Linked DNA regions of Mus musculus: region 1 is linked to region 2. Evidence: chromatin contacts called from public promoter capture Hi-C data. All regions are on one chromosome and are shown on one strand. The core of a region is the stretch at or near the end of the contact, and the rest is flanking DNA. Distances in the headings are between cores, read along the strand shown.

Region 1 (4,924 bases), core at 1,696-4,195, 310 kb before region 2:
GTGGCTGGCTCCACAATATACTAGGTCCTTTTAAACAGGAATATGGATGTCATCCTAAACATCTTTCATTCACACATGTCAAATTGAGCACTATCATTCTCAAATATGTCCAGTTGTGAGCATTCTAACAGGCTTAACACTTCCACTACAACTTCTCCCTATGACTCGGCTAGTTCCCACAAACCTACCTTACACTGAATGTAGACAATCCATCAAGCAGTGAACTGGGTCATCTACTCCAGGCTAAGCAGCCTTAGCAGTGACTTTCAGGAGACTCAGCATTTTGGTTCTTGTAGTGGCACAGTGCATCCCACATTCACACTCACTGTACAAGTACTCTACAGCAAGGCTCCTCAAGGCTCCCCCATGAGAACAGACTGTTTTGAAAAGGCAATTCTACAATATGAACTGCCACCTATAACTGACTATTTCTTTCATGTGTTGTACAAGTTGACTCTTAGACTTCAAATACATTTTGGGTTTCTTAACTTAAGAATCATCTTGAAAAGCACCAAGTAAACAACCCCAACTCCTCCCAAGGGTCCCCAGGTACCCAGAATATCACAGCCATCCCCTGCTGCCCTGCTGTGAGCTTCAGCTCTTACCACTGCTTACCTCCAAACTATACATCACTTCCAGCACAATCTTCCCTTTATGACACATGGTCAAATAGCACTCATCCTTGAAAACTCAATTGAAGGATCTTCTGATGGTGGAATCAGCTACCCTTTTTTGTACACTCATAAGCCTATCTTCCTATCATCATAGCTAACAATAAAGGTCTGTTTTGATACTATGAGTTCCTTTTGAAATGCTATTCTATATAACCTTTGTATAGGCAAGACAAAAAATAAGCAACAGATTTCTTAACTGATTTTTCAATGTGCATATTCAAATCTGACCCTCAGTAACCCAGTTATAAATATGCCAAAATAAAGTCATATGAAATAAAATGATGAAATATTACTAAGAATAAATGCGGGCTGACGAAATGGTGGGGGGGTGGGGGGAGGGTGAATGCACCTGCCACTCAAGCCTGACAACCTCACTTTCATCCCCAGTGCCAGAGAACCAGTCCTCCCATAGGTTATTCTCTGATTTGCAAAGGCATGGCATGCAGAACACACATGGTGTATACAATCATCTGTTACTCCAGTTCCAGGGTATCTGAGACCCTCTTCTCAGCTCTGAGGGCACTCGCATTCAGGTGCCACACATACATACATGCAGGCAAAAACAGTCATACACACAGTATAAAATAAAATAACTGCTATGAACTGTTCTATTTTCCCAAGTGGTTCCTACCATATCTGTCACACTCCCTAAGACAGCTAGCTATGGAGAGAAGGAAATGTTAAAATTAATTTATTAGCATTTTTCCAGTATTTCTCTCATAGAAGCATGACCATGAAAAAGCCTGATGGAAAAGCACATGACATCCATGACTCACAACAAACCAGTACGCACTGAAGATAAGACTGCCAGTTCACTTTGTTGGCACGAACTTCAGCAGCCTTGGCCGCAATGATGTTAGTTGGGACAGCAGCATCCACAGCACCTCGAATGTCCATCTTGGTCATCTAAACTTTATGACTTTGAATGTTTCCCACAGACCTTCAAGATAAAAACAGGATAGCAGCCATTTAATTTTTTGAACTACAAGTATTAATATAACCATATTGATTTCACTTAGCTTGAATATTAAATATCCTAGGTCTGAAAAGCATTACCGTATTTCAAATTCTGTCTACCACCCCATAAAAGGCTTTCTATTGACTTGTTCTTTTTCCAGGGAAGAGTTTTTAATTCTTAGCCTCAATAAACACTGAGACGTTTAAAATGACCACTTAAGAGACTGACAGCAAAATCAGAACTAAACTGAATATTAAGCCAATCTCTTTGACCACCTTAGTGCAATCATACCCAGTGCTTAGAATACATTAAAAATAACCCAGAAGTCCACTACTTTAAATCTATTCAATCACGTTCTAATCTCTTCTACAAAAAATAAAATTAAAAAAGGGTCAATTATGGTATTTATGGGCATCTATTATGCTTCGATTTGCAAAGACACTATATTAATTCCTTTCTTTAAAATTACTGATTCAAAATAAAATACACTAAGAGGTGTGGTATACCAGGACCTTCTTTTCAAACAGAAATTGACAAACATTTCCAAAATCAATATTGAAAGAAATTTCTGAAACAACGTATGTCCAACCAACAATAGGAGTCTATTCTGACAAGAAAAATATACAATAATGTGCTACTAAAAAAAAAAAAAAAAATTCCCAGTCCTCAACGTAATAGATAAGTTACATCTCATTCTACTACGATGCAAAAACCATTCCCAAAACGTACGTTCTTACCTACGAGCAAAAGGAGGTTTAAAAATAAAATCATACCCAAATTCTATTCCGCGTTGCCGAAGTGCTTAGTCAGTGTGGAACTTAGATTTCTCTTTGTGGGAACTCGCTGCCTGAACAAGCAAGGTCGGCGCAGACTGCGGGTCCCAGGTAAAACCGGCTCCATCCGGGCAAGGCTGGCACCAAAGGCACAGCGCAGCCTTCCCGGGCGGCCCGACCCCCGCGGCTCTCCCGGCCCGGCCCGGCCCGGCCCAGGCCTGCCCACCCCCGCGCTCTCTGCTTCCCTCCGAGGGGAGGAAGGCCCTGCGGCTCCGCAGACCCTGGCGCGGCCGGCAGGGAAACCAGTCGGCTCTCCGGAGCCGGGGAGGGACCCCAGGCGGCCTCACCTGGATAGCCTCGGGGAGTGAGGGCCGCACGGGCGGGCAGGCGCCGGTCGAGCTCCGAGGTCTCAGTGGCCACGGGAGACCCAGAGCAGAACGAAGGCGACTCCGTGGGAGACGTTGCGAGCCTCACTCAGAGGAAGCCGGAACAGCTACGAAGTGACAGCAGCGTCTGGCACGTGAGCAGCCGCACGTGACCGCAGCTGAGGGCGGAAGCCGAGAGCGCCCAAAACTGCTGGACCGCGCACCAAATGGCCTTTCCCAGGCCACTTAACTTGGTCACTTCAAACTGGCAGAGCTCGCCACCCTGCAGGCCACTGGTGCCAAAAAGCCAAAAATCTTTGAAGAAGCTTGGTTTATGACCTTTGAGTGGTTTGGGTTTGTTTGAATTAAACATCTCAGCGGGCCAGGCATTCATACTCCGATTTTAAGCATAAGACTCAGACTGAGAAATGAATCATAGACCCATGGTATAAGTATATGTAGACCCACCAGTAATACATGTCTCAGAAAAAGTTATTCATTGTTTACCTAACTTCATTTTTCTCTAGGCTTATATGATGAACAGAGACAGTCTATGAATTTAGAGCTTTATTGTAGGAAGATAAAGAGAAAAAGAGAAGATAAAAGAAAGAGAGGGGCCGGCCATAGCCAAGTGGAGAGAGGGGGAAGGGAGAGAAGGAGGGCTAGAGAGGAGTAAGAAAGGTGAGAGCTTAAGAGAGAGAGGAGGTCCCAAGCAGCCCCTTTTATAGTTGGCTGGGCAATCTTTTAATTTTTAATATTTTTATTAGGTATTTTCCTCATTTACATTTCCAGTGCTATCCCAAAAGTCCCCCATACCCTCCCCCCCCCCACTCCCTTACCCACCCTCTCCCACTTTTTGGCCCTGGCGTTCCCCTGTACTGGGGCATATAAAGTTTGCCTTTATATGGGCCTCTCTTTGCAGTGATGGCCGACTAGGCCATCTTTTGATACATATGCAGCTAGAGTCAAGAGCTCCGGGATATTGGTTAGTTCATAATGTTGATCCACCTATAGGGTTGCAGATCCCTTTAGCTCCATTGTGTAGATGTACCACATTTTCTGTATCCATTCCTCTGTTGAGGGGCATCTGGGTTCTTTCCAGCTTCTGGCTATTATAAATAAGGCTGCTATGAACATGGTGGAGCATGTGTCCTTCTTACCAGTTGGGGCATCTTCTGGATATATGCCCAGGAGAGGTATTGCTGGATCCTCCGGTAGTACTATGTCCAATTTTCTGAGGAACCACCAGACTGATCTCCAGAGTGGTTGTACAAGCCTGCAATCCCACCAACAATGGAGGAGTGTTCCTCTTTCTCCACATCCACGACAGCATCTGCTGTCATCTGAATTTTTGATCTTAGCCATTCTGACTGGTGTGAGGTGGAATCTCAGGGTTGTTTTGATTTGCATTTCCCTGATGATTAAGGATGTTGAACATTTTTTCAGGTGCTTCTCTGCCATTCGGTATTCCTCAGGTGAGAATTCTTTGTTCAGCTCTGAGCCCCATTTTTTAATGGGGTTATTTGATTTTCTGAAGTCCACCTTCTTAAGTTCTTTATATATGTTGGATATTAGTCCCCTATCTGATTTAGGATAGGTAAAGATCCTTTCCCAATCTGTTGGTGGTCTCTTTGTCTTATTGACGGTGTCTTTTGCCTTGCAGAAACTTTGGAGTTTCATTAGGTCCCATTTGTCAATTCTCAATCTTACAGCACAAGCCATTGCTGTTCTGTTTTTCCCCTGTGCCCATATCTTCAAGGCTTTTCCCCACTTTCTCCTCTATAAGTTTCAGTCTCTCTGGTTTTATGTGAAGTTCTTTGATCCATTTAGATTTGACCTTAGTACAAGGAGATAAGTATGGATCTATTCGCATTCTTCTACATGATAACAACCAGTTGTGCCAGCACCAATTGTTGAAAATGCTGTCTTTCTTCCACTGGATGGTTTTAGCTCCCTTGTCGAAGATCAAGTGACCATAGGTATGTGGGTTCATTTCTGGGTCTTCAATTCTATTCCATTGGTCTACTTGTCTGTCTCTATACCAGTACCATGCAGTTTTTACCACAATTGCTCTGTAGTAAAGCTTTAGGTCAGGCATGGTGATTCCACCAGAGGTTCTTTTATCCTTGAGAAGAGTTTTTGCTATCCTAGGTT
Region 2 (4,616 bases), core at 535-3,034:
GGGTCGGAATCTCACTGTGCTAGTTTTGTAGAACTTGACTGTCACAAATTTCTGGGCTCTTGAGTGGGCTGTCTCCTTTTCCTCTCGTTTGTTGGTGGGCTTGTGGCTACCTGCATGGAGTAGCTACTGAGAATGAAACGTTGCCTTCTGCTTAGACAAACTCTGGCAAGCGGCCAGCAGGAGTTACCTTTGAAATACTTTCAAGTGAAAAGTTCTAAAAGAAGTAACGTTTGAGATGCTCAAAGGTGAAGAATTGGAGTCTCCCAAAAACGAAATCGGCATTTCAAATTGGCAAGACTGCCCCCTGGTGGCCAAATGCAAGCATTGGGAAATTCCAGGTTTGATTAATAATATTAAGTATTCATGAGTTTCTACAATCGACAGTTCTCAAGGGCACACACACAGGCACAATGCTAGACACATTGAAATTAGAAAGGCAGTTGCCTCAGAGGTTCAGACACTAGGATAACCAAACCACTGAAATACAATGGACAGAATCTGAAGTAAGTTTCAAAGGGATTGATTAGAACCTAGGTCTGGTGGAACAAACCCAAGTTCTGTAATAGATGGTGACCACAAAAACAAAAAAAACAAACAAACAAACAAAAAAAACAAAAAACAAAAAAACAAAAAAACAAAAAAAAACCGAAGGAAAGACAGCCAAATCTCAAGTTGTAGCAGCTGCTTTCACACCGAATTTCTTCAATCCCCCCAAAACTTTGTTTCAGATGTTGATCTCAAGTTTCCTAGGGGGATATTATGGTATCCTAACTGTGTTAAGGATACACAGCTGACAAGCTCTTACTTTTTGGTATATTATACACAGAGTGAAGTTGCTGAGAGTGTACAGTCACAAGCCAGTGTTGAACATGGGAGCAAAGTGGATTAAGGAAGGAGTTTTGAAGGGCTTGGTCCTTGGTGCATAAACCAAGTTAGCCAGGAATTCTTGTGAGCTTCAGTTATCTTGCCAGCAAAATTGTGTGGATAACAGTACTTCTTATGGTTGATGGCCAGCACGGAAGAAGGGATATATGGACCGATGTGCTAGTGAAAGGGATCGCCATTAAGCACAGGATTTTTTTTTTTTTTTTTTAGAAAAATACTACATACTCTAAGTTAGACTTGAACTTGATTCTGTTTCTAGAGGGCTAGGATTGCAAACATGCGTCACTAAGCCTGGTTGACATTCATCCTTGAACTATACAGGGTCGATGGCATGGCTCAGTGCCTAAAGCTCTTTTCCAGGCAAGCCTATTGATCTGAGTTCACTTCCTGGAACCCATGGCGAAGGTGGAAGCAGAGGCCAACTCCACATGGCCTCCACGTGTGTACCAAGGCAATTCTCCAACATCATGGCCACACATAATAACACATTAAAAAAGAGTTAAAGGGAGATATTCTGGGAAGAAAGCCTTCCTCCTTTAGGTAGCCGAATTGCAGCGGAGATAATGCTCTGGCTACTGGAGTCTCCCTGGGAACTAATAGAGCTGGAGGTGAGCTGCAGCACCCACTTGGCTGTTTTCATTTCTGGATAGTTCAGTGAACTCTCCAGACCAAAAGAGTCTTTATAATTTGATTTATGCCAGCCACTAAGAGGCAAAATAGAATTCAGAAATTTTACCTGAGAGTAAAAACAGCCCTGAGAGGCTGTTTCAAAAGTAGGGCAGGAATCTTGGCATGGTGTCTCTCTCCTTTAATCACAACATTTGGGAAGCACAGGCAACTGGTTCTCTAATTTCAGGGTCAGCGTGGTCTTTGTAAGTGAAATGGGACACGAAATCAAGTTAACATTTCTGCAGTGCCGTGTGTGACCACTAGGTGACACTGTTTCCTAAAATTTCTTAGGCTGTTTCCACTGCTGTAATTTTTGTTTTTGTTTTTGTTTTTTGAGACAAGATTTCTTATTGTAACAGGACTGTCTTGGAACTCACTCTGTTGACCACGCTGGCCTTGAACTCAGGAATCTGCCTGCCTCTGCCTCCTAACTGCTGGGATCAAAGTTGCATACTACCACACCCAGCCTGTAATTTTTTTTTTTTTTTGTAAATAACCTTCTTAAATTGACAAATCATTTTGCTTTTTAAAGAAGGAGATTAGAAGATTAAAAATGTGACATATAATATGTAAATTCTGCTCTATACAATATTATGGAGAAAAAGGTTTTAAAATATCACCATTAAAATAAAAAAAAAATTAAAACAAACAACACAAAACAAACAAAAGCCCAGAAACAATAGATTACAAGTTCAGGTAAATATTTGGAAATAATATCGCTCACTTTATATCATCGGTCAGGATGAAGCCACAATAAGAATTAGTAAGTCGTACTGAAGAATACTTGCTTTAAACTGTGTGTGTGACTGACTTCAGGAAACACACTCATTAAAGAGATGTGAAAAATACAAGAAAGATGGCATCATTTTTTAATGATATAAATAAACTGCGGAACCTTTAGCCTATTAAACATCATCAAAGACATCCAGTCAAGGTCACTGATAAAAATGAACTTCCTGCTTCTTTCCTTTAGAATAAACAGATCTATAAATTGAGACTTGAGGCCTACAGCTACAGGGAGCGCCCAGCAATAGCCACAACATGACAGCAGCAGTGGCAAGCACCTCCAGTCTTGCTCCTGTGCCTCGGGCCAAGCACAGATGTCCTGGCTCCTCACCCTCTTGTAAGCTTGCAGAAATGAGATGGCAGATACTCAGCCGCTCCAGGTTTTAATGGCTGTTTTCTGAACTTGGGTCAAGCACAGATGTCCTTATTTCTACCACCCAGCTGATCAGCCTGTTGATACATCTTGTGGTTTTAAGGCTTACTATCTTCAGGAGTGGACTTGTGGGAAGCATGGCGACCGTGTGCACGAGCACCAGAGGAAGCAGAACTAGGATGCGCTGTCAGGGCTGGGCTAAAGAGGCACTTAGAAACTGTTATAGGCCGGGCAGTGGTGGCGCACGCCTTTAATCCCAGCACTTGTGAGGCAGAGGCAGGCGGATTTCTGAGTTCGAGGCCAGCCTGGTCTACAGAGTGAGTTCCAGGACAGCCAGGGCTATACAGAGAAACCCTGTCTCGAAAAAACAAAACAAAACAAAATAACAACAACAAAAAGGAAACTGTTATAGATCCAGATGTGGATTCCTAGAAGGAACAGCTCCCACAGCAGCTGTGTAGCCCAGGCTCGTTCTGAGGACTTCATTGATCTGTTGCAAAACAAATGTTCTACTTTCAAAAACTAGAAGAAAAAAAGTGAGAGAAATATCAAACTTTATCAAATGTGGATGGAAGGTGAGGAGAACCGCAGTGTTTGGGTTAAAAACATCGGATTCAAGAAGGCATCCAAAACAGTATGTAAAGGTTACAGTCTGGCGACAGCTCTCAACAGTAGCGTGGCCTGCTGCTGCCTGCTGCTGCCGTCTGCTGCCTTGTGTAGGATGGGGAGAGCGTGTTCTGCTCTTTGTTCTACTTCCCGTTCAGGGGAGGAACTCTTTCCCACCTCCTGCCTGGCTCTCTCAGGGTGAGAAACATATAGTAGTATCAAGATCATAATTAGAACGCAGTGTCCCAAATCCTATTATAACACAAAAGAAAACCAACAGGGCTGTTTCTGGCTCCTCAGTACAGTGTGTAATAACCACACTAGCTTGTTAGAGGCGGGGAAAGTGAAGAAAGACAAAGGTTATTCAGCCGTTCTCACTGAACCGTAAGGAATGTGTCCTGTGTGTGGTAACTTGCTGAGTAGCTCTGGGTCTCAGCTCTGTGTCACTGGACATCATGGACACTCACCAAGAGATCTCACTATCAAGAGCAGGTCTTACAGCTCTTTTTTTTTTTTTTTTTTTTTTTGGTTTTTCGAGACAGGGTTTCTCTGTGTAGCCCTGGTTGTCCTGGAACTCACTTTGTAGACCAGGCTGGCCTCGAACTCAGAAATCTGCCTGCCTCTGCCTCCCGAGTGCTGGGATTAAAGGCGTGCGCCACCATGCCCGGCTGATCTTATAGCTCTTACGCAGAGCCAATGCAAGGTCCAATGCAAGGTCCACTCTTCTTGGCCTTCCCAAGATAATTTTGTGAGTGAACTCACAGATCAACCCACTCTACAAAACTAAGCATCAAAGCCTCAATATTTTAAAGTACTCAACTCCTACAGGCAAAAACCAAAAATAAGCTGGAGAGATGGCTCTGTGATTAAGAGCACTTACTGCTCTTCCAGAGGTCCTCAGTTCAATGCCCAGCATATCAGGTGGCTCAGAACCCCCTGTCACTCCCTCTCAAGACGATGTGCCACCCACTTGTGGCCTCATAGGCACTGATTACACACGCACACTCACATGCTTGCACATACATTTCAGAGAAAGCTGGGAGTGGCTGTACATGTTTAATCCAGCACTAGCACTCGGGAGGCAGAGGGAGGTCCATCTCTGTGAGTTTGAGACAACCTGGTCTACATAGTGAGATCTGGGAAAGCCAGAGCTGCATAGTGCAACTGTCTCAAAAAGTTTTTTTTCTTTTCTTTTCTTTTCTTTTCTTTTCTTTTCTTTTCTTTTCTTTTCTTTTCTTTCCTTTCCTTTCCTTTCCTTTCCTTTCCTTTCCTTTCCTTTCCTTTCCTTTTCTTTCTC

Evidence for each region. Promoter capture Hi-C pulls out the DNA fragments that hold promoters and counts their contacts.
Region 1: a promoter capture Hi-C map of liver shows a contact between it and region 2, with 2.2 times the contacts expected there. The contact joins the promoter of Atp6v1h here to the enhancer-like site in region 2. A contact is called at or near these places in 21 of 39 promoter capture datasets (the 3T3-L1 cell line, 3T3-L1-derived adipocytes, the C10 cell line and 13 more), 4 of 15 datasets of contacts at CTCF or cohesin (the NIH/3T3 cell line, embryonic stem cells, pro-B cells and 1 more), 10 of 484 Hi-C or Micro-C datasets (the 3T3-L1 cell line, 3T3-L1-derived adipocytes, the C10 cell line and 6 more), 1 of 115 datasets of contacts at active chromatin or transcription factors (forebrain) and 3 of 9 other capture datasets (embryonic stem cells, liver and pancreatic islet).

The regions. Positions count from the first base shown.
Region 1 is chr1:5,081,107-5,086,030 of GRCm38.p6, reverse strand. Atp6v1h (ATPase, H+ transporting, lysosomal V1 subunit H) reads right to left here and starts at 2,945. Exons shown (of 14, transcript NM_133826.5): 1 at 2,753-2,945; 2 at 1,468-1,614. The coding sequence starts at 1,580.
Region 2 is chr1:4,765,754-4,770,369 of GRCm38.p6, reverse strand. No RefSeq gene overlaps it. Among named protein-coding and RNA genes, the nearest start is that of Mrpl15, 18 kb to the left of the region's middle. Within about 2 kb of position 1,784, at least 10 of the 459 cell types and tissues checked have an H3K27ac peak or open chromatin away from gene starts, as enhancers often do. A contact at or near this core is called in liver, where this site is marked.